3 separate regions of the Mus musculus genome follow, and regions 2 and 3 are each linked to region 1. Evidence: chromatin contacts called from public promoter capture Hi-C data. All regions are on one chromosome and are shown on one strand. Each heading gives the region's core, a stretch centred on a gene start, on an enhancer-like site or on the middle of the called end of the contact. The rest is flanking DNA. Distances are from core to core; before and after follow the strand shown.

What was found. Promoter capture Hi-C pulls out the DNA fragments that hold promoters and counts their contacts.
Region 2: a contact with region 1 is called in a promoter capture Hi-C map of hippocampal neurons, with 4 times the contacts expected there. The contact joins the enhancer-like site here to the promoter of Mpped1 in region 1. A contact is called at or near these places in 10 of 39 promoter capture datasets (cranial neural crest, embryonic stem cells, frontonasal cranial neural crest and 5 more), 1 of 484 Hi-C or Micro-C datasets (B cells), 1 of 115 datasets of contacts at active chromatin or transcription factors (embryonic forebrain) and 1 of 9 other capture datasets (macrophages).
Region 3: a promoter capture Hi-C map of embryonic stem cells shows a contact between it and region 1, with 3 times the contacts expected there. The contact joins the promoter of Parvg here to the promoter of Mpped1 in region 1. A contact is called at or near these places in 3 of 39 promoter capture datasets (embryonic stem cells and stem cell-derived epiblast-like cells).

What each region holds. Positions count from the first base shown.
Region 1 is chr15:83,778,678-83,781,499 of GRCm38.p6, reverse strand. It overlaps Mpped1 (metallophosphoesterase domain containing 1), which reads right to left and starts at 1,477. Exons shown (of 7, transcript NM_172610.3): 1 at 1,393-1,477.
Region 2 is chr15:84,652,922-84,655,743 of GRCm38.p6, reverse strand. No RefSeq gene overlaps it. Among named protein-coding and RNA genes, the nearest start is that of Prr5, 27 kb to the left of the region's middle. Within about 2 kb of position 1,358, at least 223 of the 459 cell types and tissues checked have an H3K27ac peak or open chromatin away from gene starts, as enhancers often do. A contact at or near this core is called in embryonic forebrain, embryonic stem cells, hippocampal neurons and 1 more, where this site is marked.
Region 3 is chr15:84,323,247-84,326,068 of GRCm38.p6, reverse strand. It overlaps Parvg (parvin, gamma), which reads right to left and starts at 1,349. Exons shown (of 13, transcript NM_022321.4): 1 at 1,238-1,349. Gm22890 (a small nucleolar RNA gene) reads left to right here and starts at 2,717; the gene lies at 2,717-2,822.

The DNA of each region.
Region 1 (2,822 bases), core at 228-2,727:
GTATGCATGCTCCCACAGAGCAGTCCCCTGCAGACTGCGCCTCGACTCATTCCAGACGCCTCCCTGTGACCACCAGCTCCAAAGCCTGGTGTTCTCCTCTGCCTGGGTACCCTACCCAGATGGTCTCCTAATGCCTTGGCTTCTAGCTGAGATGGAGCAGTCACCCCAAAGCCTGTCCAGACTCCCCCCAAGGCATTTTTAGTCATGTGCCAAATACTACTGAAGTTGTTTTAATTTTCCTTTGGCCAAGGCTAGTTGGGGTGTTAATATGGTTAGTGACTGATCCCCACCCCCAACACCCCCCTAATGTAGCTGATCCCTGCTAGCAAGTCTGCCACAACCATTCATAAACCGGCAAGGAGCCCAACCATTCAATGGTGCCTCACTTTTGTTCGCCGGGTTTAATTTTATAATTGTTAACAGTTCGTTCTCCTCCCAGCCATTCAGGGGAAGAAGTGGGGGGGGGGAGGGCTGCAATTCTGAAAGGATGCTGAAGGAGAGGGGACAGTCCAGTAGTGAGGAGGAGACAATCCTGCCAGACTAGCTGGACATCCAGGTCCAATGTGCTCTGTGTCCTGACCTCAATGAACCACTGAGCCTGGGCCCAGAGGGTCAAGAGAGGATGGAGTCTCCAACCCCTAAGACTGGCCTCCTAGTCTCTTTCACATAACATCACTCCTCTGCCCCTGCCTAAACCCAGGAAGGCTGTGTTTGAATTCTCTCTCCCGTAGCATGTCCCAAAATAAACACACAGAGGCACCTTTCGGCTTGGGCACTCCATGAAATACTGTCCTGAAGGACTGGGTGCTGTCTGATTAGTCACTGAAGCCTCTGAGGGGGCACAGCAGAGAGCAGTAAGTGTGTTGAATGAGTGAAGGAAGGATGATGGATTGATAGATGGGTGGATGAATGGACGACACATGGGTGTTAGTGAAGTTCCCGGCAATACCCAGCAAAAGTAGCCACTTGACCAGCATCCGTCCCCTTCTCACCCCTCACCTCCAAGTGTCAGCAGAGGCTGGCAGCACACAGTAGGCTCTCCACAACAGGAGGTGGCTATTGTTACCACCCCCATCATCACTTGCACCCCACCAGCCCTCTCCTCCCACCGGCTACTCCAACAGCAGTCAGCGGCAGTCGACCAGCCTGGGAAAAGTTTCGCTGACCGCGCGGCCCCGGCCGAGCCCCCTCCCGCCAGCCCCGGCCCCGCTGGCTGCGCAGCGGCGGTAGCCGACCCGGGGCCGCGCGCCCGGGGCAAGGCAGAGGCGGCCAAAGTAACTTTACGGGCGCCGCGGGGCCCCCCGGGTGCGGGGACAGGGTCCCAGCCGCGCCCCCTCCGGCCCGCCGCCCGCGCCCAGCCCCGCTCGCACTCCCGGCCCGGCCGGGTCCTACCTGGCCCCGGGCTCCTCTTCGGCGGCCGCGAGCAGCAGCGCGCGCGGAGGGCGGCGGGGGCCCGGCTCCCGCGAGGGCGGCGCGCAGGGGCGGGGGCCTCTGCGCCGCGCGGCCGAGGCTGCGAGTGGGAGCCAGACTCCTCCTTCGCGGGGCGGGGGGCTCCCCGCGCCCCCTCCCCCTCCCCCGCCCGGCTCCGCGCCGCCCCGGCCCCGCGCGCCGCCGCGCCGCTCCGCCCGCGCGCCCGGGCCCCGCAGGAGCGCGATCGCGGCCTCGGGCCCCGGCCCCGCGCGCCCTCCCGCCCGGGTCCCGGCCGCCCCGGCCGCGCCTGGGGCCTCGGCGCCCTCCCGGGCCGGGAGCCCGCATCCCGCCGCTCAGGGGCCGCCCCGCGCCCTCTCCACGCAGCCCCTAGCCCCGGCCGCCGAGCGCCTGGAGAGGGGAGCGGGGCGGGGCGCCCTCACCTCCGGAGCCGCGCGCCGCGCTAGGCACCGCGTGCAGGGGCATGCGTGGCTCCTTCTCGGTGCCCGGGCACCCGCTCCGCGGTTAGGACCCCAACCTGGGGCCACCGGGGTCTCTGTCCATAGAGAGATGCGGACACCTCCCCCTCCCTCAACTGGATCAGGCCAGGGTCCTCTTGTTGAGCCCCTTCTGACTCCCGGTCTCCCAGCCTGGTCTCCTGGGTGGCCCACAGTGGCCTCACCTAGAAACCCAGTACGGGCAGGTAAGCCAGTCTGGAAGGCAGAGGACCTAGTGCTAGGTTTCCAGGAGGCCCTGTCCCGGGAGGCAGAGAGAATGAGACATAGAGGTCTCTCCAGTGCAAAGTTTGAGAGGCCAAAGACCCCCGACCCCTGACCAGGATAAAAAGGAGTCCACAGGGCCTAGCTCTGTCCTGGGCCTCTCCCCACAATGGAACTTAGGAGGGAAGTCCACCCAACATCCCTTAACCAGTATTTGTGGGTTCTACTTGCTTATCACAGAGCCTACCATCTCTCTCAGATGATTAGGGTCAGACCCGCAAGGGCACCTCAGTTGGCACTTGGGGCTTGGGTTGCTCTGAAGGAGAACCCAGTCTTGTGAGAGAGGCAGAGGGAGATATGGCACGTGTGGGAAGAGGGGACAGCCACCTGGGGTGGCTTCCTGAAAGTGGAGATGCTACATGGGGTAAGATCATGCCCAGGCTGGGGAAAAAAACCCTTCTAGATAGAGGCTGGTACAGGCCAGGGTCCTGGGCAGGGTGGGATGCTGAGGCTCTGTGGAGCTAGAAGAAAAAGAAATGGAGGTAAGGTTCTTGGGCGCTTGGCTAAGCCCATGGAGTTTGCTAGGGTGTTAGGGAGCCGTTGAAGGTTATGGCCAGGCCTTGCTATGACCAAGCTTGTGCTTTGAGAGAACTCATTCCAGCATCCCAGACAGGGAGTAGGTCTGGTTAGGAAGAG
Region 2 (2,822 bases), core at 109-2,608, 870 kb before region 1:
ACGTCTACCCTTGAGCTTGTGACAATCTGTCAGGATAAAAACTATTCCGAACAGACTCATGAGCCCCTCCCCTTGGCTGTCAGACTATGGAGATAATGCACCCCACGATTCTGGGATATTGATATTCCCAGGGGTTTCACACTGGGAAAAGAACAAAGCTGACTCCTAGAGCTGACCCAAGGAGGAGCTTGCATCCTAGGAAGAGATTCTGCACGGTCCTCATAGTTTATCAGACCACCTTGCAGAAGAGACTAGACGCAGACAATGATGGTAGGCGGGGCCCCGCTTGGACCAGGACTGCCTGGCTATGCACACTTCTTCCCCTTTATGTCAGCCTAAATATCTTGTTAGGACACAGAAGATGGCCTTGAGTAGGAAGCAGTCCCTGGGCCTCTGCGTTCACCTTCCCAACATGGCTATGTTGAATAAACTTCCTATTTTCTCCTCTCTGCGTGTTGCTTGTCTTTAATTGGCTTGTCGAGGACAGTTTGCTGAGCTTGGCTTGTTGGGGGGGCTGCCAGGGCCCAGACCTTAACTTGAGTAACAAGCCCACAGGGAAGCCTTGCAGCTGGGAAGCTGGGGTTGGAATGCAGAAGGACTCCCAGTTGCTCGGAAGAGCTTGAAGGGCAGGGCTGAAGAGCAGGGTGAGCGAGGCCTAAACGCTAATTCTGCCAGTTGCTATGATCAAGGTTGTGATGTTGGAAGCCCATGCGGTGGTTCTCAACCTTCCTAGCGCCGTGGCCTTTCTATTTCGTTCTTCACATTGTGGTCATCCCCAACCTTAAGATTGCTTTGTTGATGCTTAACTTAAATTTTCATAACTGTAATGTTGCTACTGCTATGAACCGTAATGGAATATATCTGCTATGCAGGATATCTGCAATGCGACTTCCCCTCCCCCCATAGCCTGGGAACTGCTACCATAGGGGTTGGGTTGCTTCTGTCCGCTAGGGAGAGCTGAGGGAAAGTCTCCCTCAACAGCAGGCTCACAGATTTACAGTTCCTGGGAAAGTGTCATCCTGCAGTCCTCAGCTGCCCTGCCAGTGAGTGTCCACCCTGGGTCCCCACAGAAGAGCCTGAGAGGATGAGGAGATCAGGACCCTGGTTCCAGGATGGGCACCTTTCCTTCATCCCCATGGGAACAGCTCTGGCCGGCAACTCTTCCTCCCCCACCCCAAGACATAGAACTTGATGATAAAGAGTCTAAGCTCCCTCCTCCATGCACACTCAGAAAGCCCGGCAGGCAGCTGCCCCATCCCCCGCCCCGCCCCGCCTCCCCCCACTCATCCACATCCTGTGTCCCAGGGTGGGATTAGTGACGAAGGCTGTGGTCTGGCATCCTGCCAGCAATCTGTCCTTCCGCGGCTGCTCTCAGGTTTCCATGTAGAGTCAGCACAGGCGCAGTTGGCCTGAGATGGCTGGCTTCTTGGAGAGCCTGCAGCCAGCCTGCCGTCAGCATCCCAGACCTTTCAACGGGTCCGTTCGGTGCTTTATCCACAGAGCCAGGGCTCTGTAGAACGCTTCTAGGTTTCCTACGCGAGCAACATACAGGCTGTTTAGCGCTTCCGGATCAAGGGGGGAATGGGGAGAGCCGAGATCCATGTCTTATGCCGGGCTGCTGGAGAAAGCTTCCGATTTACTGTGACGTTAGTCTATACGTTCTTGGAATTTCTTTACCGGTTGGTGGGGTATCCCTTTTTTTTTTTTAATTTGTTTGAGGATTATTCGTTTTTGCATCTATTGAAGACATTTGTCCTTAAAATTTTTTTTTTTTTTTTTAATTCTGGGGCTGGGGCTGTAGCTCCGTTGGTAGAATACTCGTCTAGCACACACAAAGCCCCAAGTTCCACCCACAGCATGGCATAAAACCAGGTAGGGTCCCAGCACCGACCAGGAGTTCAAAGTCCTTCTTGGTTATAGAGCAGAGTCAAAGCTATCTTGGGTTGCTTGAGATCCTCACAAAGTTATAGATTCTGTGTGATGGCTTAGATGGTTATATATCCATAACCCTAGAATTCTTTCTTTCCTTTTTCAAGACAGGGGTTTTCTATGTAGCCCTGACTGTCCTGGAACTCACTCTGTAGACCAGGCTAGCCTTGAACTCTATCTGCCTGTCCAGGACAGCCAAGGTTACAAGAGAAACCCTGTCTTGGAAAAACCAGAGGGCGGGGGTACTCTATTTTGATTTCTTGGGATAGGGTCACATGTAGTTCAGGTTGACTTTGATTTCCAGATAGCACCCCCACACCCCGCCTCTTCTTTATCTATTTTATTGCAGAGCCTATAATGCCTACTTGATGGTCAGGGTTTAGCTGAGCCAAGTTGAGCCAGATAAAGACTTTCATTAGCCTGGGCTCTCCTCTGAGCGGAGCCTCATGTCCTCAGTCAGCCCTCCCCAGCCCTGGCACAGAAGGGCTGAGCTGGCTGTGTGGCTGAGGAGGTCGCTACACTGGATTCTTCACCTTTCGACTGAGCGGATTCCTGGAATCTAAGAGCATGAAAACTCATAACCCTGCGGGACTCCCAGCTCTGTTTCTGAATTCTAGGCCCCATCTTACCCTCTGCCACTGCACTGCTTAAAACCCGGGGATGGGGAAGGAGATGCCCCACAAGGGAACCCCCAGACCTCCGTCTACCTGACAGCCTGTGTGTCTTCACACCCGGTTAGCTCTTCATCCAAAGCCTTCGTTTTGTCTCCTACATGGGATGAGCCTTGCTCAGATCTGGAGTTTCTGGGCTTTGCTTGATTTTCTTTGGACCTCCATCCTTGTACCCTTTCTTACACTGGCCTTTCTTAGTGGCCCCAGAGAAATGTGGCATTT
Region 3 (2,822 bases), core at 100-2,599, 540 kb before region 1:
ATTGGCTCCGCACCCCCAGACTTGGGGTGTGGTCTGTCAGGGCTTTTGCTCACGAAGCCCAGAGCTCGTGCTCCTTGTGAAAGACCAGCAGTCCCTCCTCGTCCTCGTGATGGGCCTGAGACCAGCAGTGTGTCGTGTCTTCCCCGCCCCCGCCCCAGCCTCACAATGCAATGCGCAGTGTCAGGCCTGAGACTGAGACCAGCAGTCCCATCCCACCCCACCTTCCCATCCCCCACAGCCAGCTTCGTGATGAGCACTGTCAGGCCTGCCCGTACCCAGCAAGGATCAGATTCAGAAGCTAATGGCCCCCTTCTGGTTCCCTAACCTACTTCTGGTTCTTCCGCCCACACTTCCCCTCTGGAAGTTTCATTTGCCGCATGGCCACCTTTGACTCTTCCCTTATGTCCCTCGTTCAGCCTCTGCACGAGCCTGGGATTCCCAGGCTCACTGGGATACTGGAGGTCTGGGGTCAAACTGGAAGGAAATTCACAACAAGGAACCTGAGAGTTGTGCTGAAGAAGAGGCACTGGGGGGGGGGGGGGGGCGGTGCTGAGAGCCACCATCCTCAAACTGGCTACAGCCTGGGAACCTTGGGAAACTGAGTCCTACCCTGAAGCCAGGAGCAAAAGGCCAGAGCCCCCTGGGAATGAGTTCCAAACCCCACAAACTGAGCAAGAGAAAAGAGAGTTGGGCTGGGGTGGGGAGCCTGGGCCCCAGCCAGCTCCTCCTACTCAGACTGGGTGACTATAGGCCAGCACGCTCTCTCTTTGACTCTGATGCAACTCTACAGGGAGAAGCTAGACCCTGTGTCCAGCCAAGTACACATAGACCTGAAACTGCCTCTGGTGACCGGTCCCAGGTGGGTTCCTTCCCTGCCCCAAACAGCAGTTTCTTCATGGTGGGGAACTCGGCTTTCTCTCATGCGGTAAAGCTCTGAGTGGCTCTGGTCTGAAAACTGCTCATCTGGCTGTGGGGGAGGTAGTCAGAGCTTTCCTGTGGGGACGGGTCTCACAGATCCTCAGTAAAATGATGCAATGGCCTCAGCAACGTGGCTGGATGTGGGGCTCCCCTTTGGCAGATCCCCCTGACTGTGAGCTCCCAGCTGAGATGTGCCTCTGGGTTTCTATTCAAGGAACCTCTCCACCTTCCTCTCTGAGGTCCACTACCCGGACATGTGAACAGGTAGAAGATTCTAATAGCTCAGGGACCCCACAGGCCAAAGATTAGATGCACTCACCCGCTGCTTCTTTTCAAATCAGGAAATGGAGCCCACTAGCTTAGAGGGTGACCAGGTTCCCAACGCAGACAGGTTCCGGAGGTGGAAGGCAGGGCTTCTGTTCACTTCCTCTGCCACCCCGGTGGCTGCAGACAGCTTCCTCCTCTAAGTTGCTGATGAGCGAGGTACCCTAAATCCACTGAAAGACTGCCAGAACCCCTGCCCCTAGTCTTCCAAGACTCCATGGCATCACGGGGTCTCTCATACTTCCCTCCCTGCCCCCGCCTCTCCATCAATCCAGACAATCACTGTCTGAAACATAACAGCAAGGATAGGACCCCAACAGCAAACTGTGTTCTCCACTGCCTTTTTCTCATGGTGCCCAGCCTGCACCTCTGCCTCCCTCTGAGCGGCCCTCCAACCAAGCTTGCTTGCTCCAACCAAGCTTGCTTGCTTTCTCACTTGCTGATGGACTAACTTCAAGACAGTCTCATGTAGCTCAGACTGACCTCAAAGTCACCAAGCTGAGGTGGTCCTTCAACTCCTGATTCTCCTGCCTCCATCTCTTACATATCTGAGTTACAGGCAGGAGCCACTACACCCAGCCAAAGGCTCCTAAATAAAGCCAGTCTCCAGGTCTCAGCCCGAGTCTCTGCACCCACAAGCTACTTTCCCCAGCTTCCCCAGCCCTCCCATCCTCTCCCTATAAACCGCACAACACCTGCCTGTTCTCTGCCAGTGCCTCAGGCTTTTACTTTGATGTCACAATGCCTGTCCCCATGTCTTGTAAGCTCTGCTCAACTCTTCACATGGCTCACAACTCCTTCTTGGCATGAGCTTTGGTACCTCCTCCTATAGGAAGTCTTCCACAACATCCTTTTCTTTTACAATGGTCTTGGGCTTGCAGCCATGCTAAAACTATCCTTTTTTTTCCTTTTCTTCGAGACAGGGTTTCTCTGTGTAGCCCTGGCTGTCCTGGAACTCACTTTGTAGACCAGGCTAGCCTCGAACTCAGAAATCTGCCTGCCTCTGCCTCCCGAGTGCTGGGATTAAAGGCGTGCGCCATCACACCCGGTGTGCAGCCATGCTAGATCAGCTGATGACATGGGCTGGTGCCTGATAGCTGTCTCACCATCAAACCAGGAGCTCTACAGGTTGGAACCCATCTTTCCCACTCACTACTAAAAGTCAGTGCCTACAATAGCACCAGGCACAAAATGGGATCAATGAGCATATTTTGATGGCTGTTATTGCTTAAAGGACTGTGTTGGTCCTATGACAAAATGCCTGATGGAGGCTGGAAATAGAGCTCAATTGATAGAGTGTCTGTCTAGCATGCAGGAAGCCCCGAGTTCAATCCCCGGCACCTCATAAACTAGGCATGGGAGAGGACATGTGTGATCCAGCTCTCAGAAGCTGGAGGCAGGAGGATCAGAAGTTCAAGGCCGGCCTAGACTTCAAGAGTACATGAGACACTCTCTTTAAAAAAGAAAAAGAAAATCCCCCTGGCATTGGGCAAAGAGACACCTTGTTGTTGGTGCTGTTCTTATATCAGTCAGGGGCAGAGCAGATGGCAGTCCTTAGTGCACCCTAGCTTGATACCTGG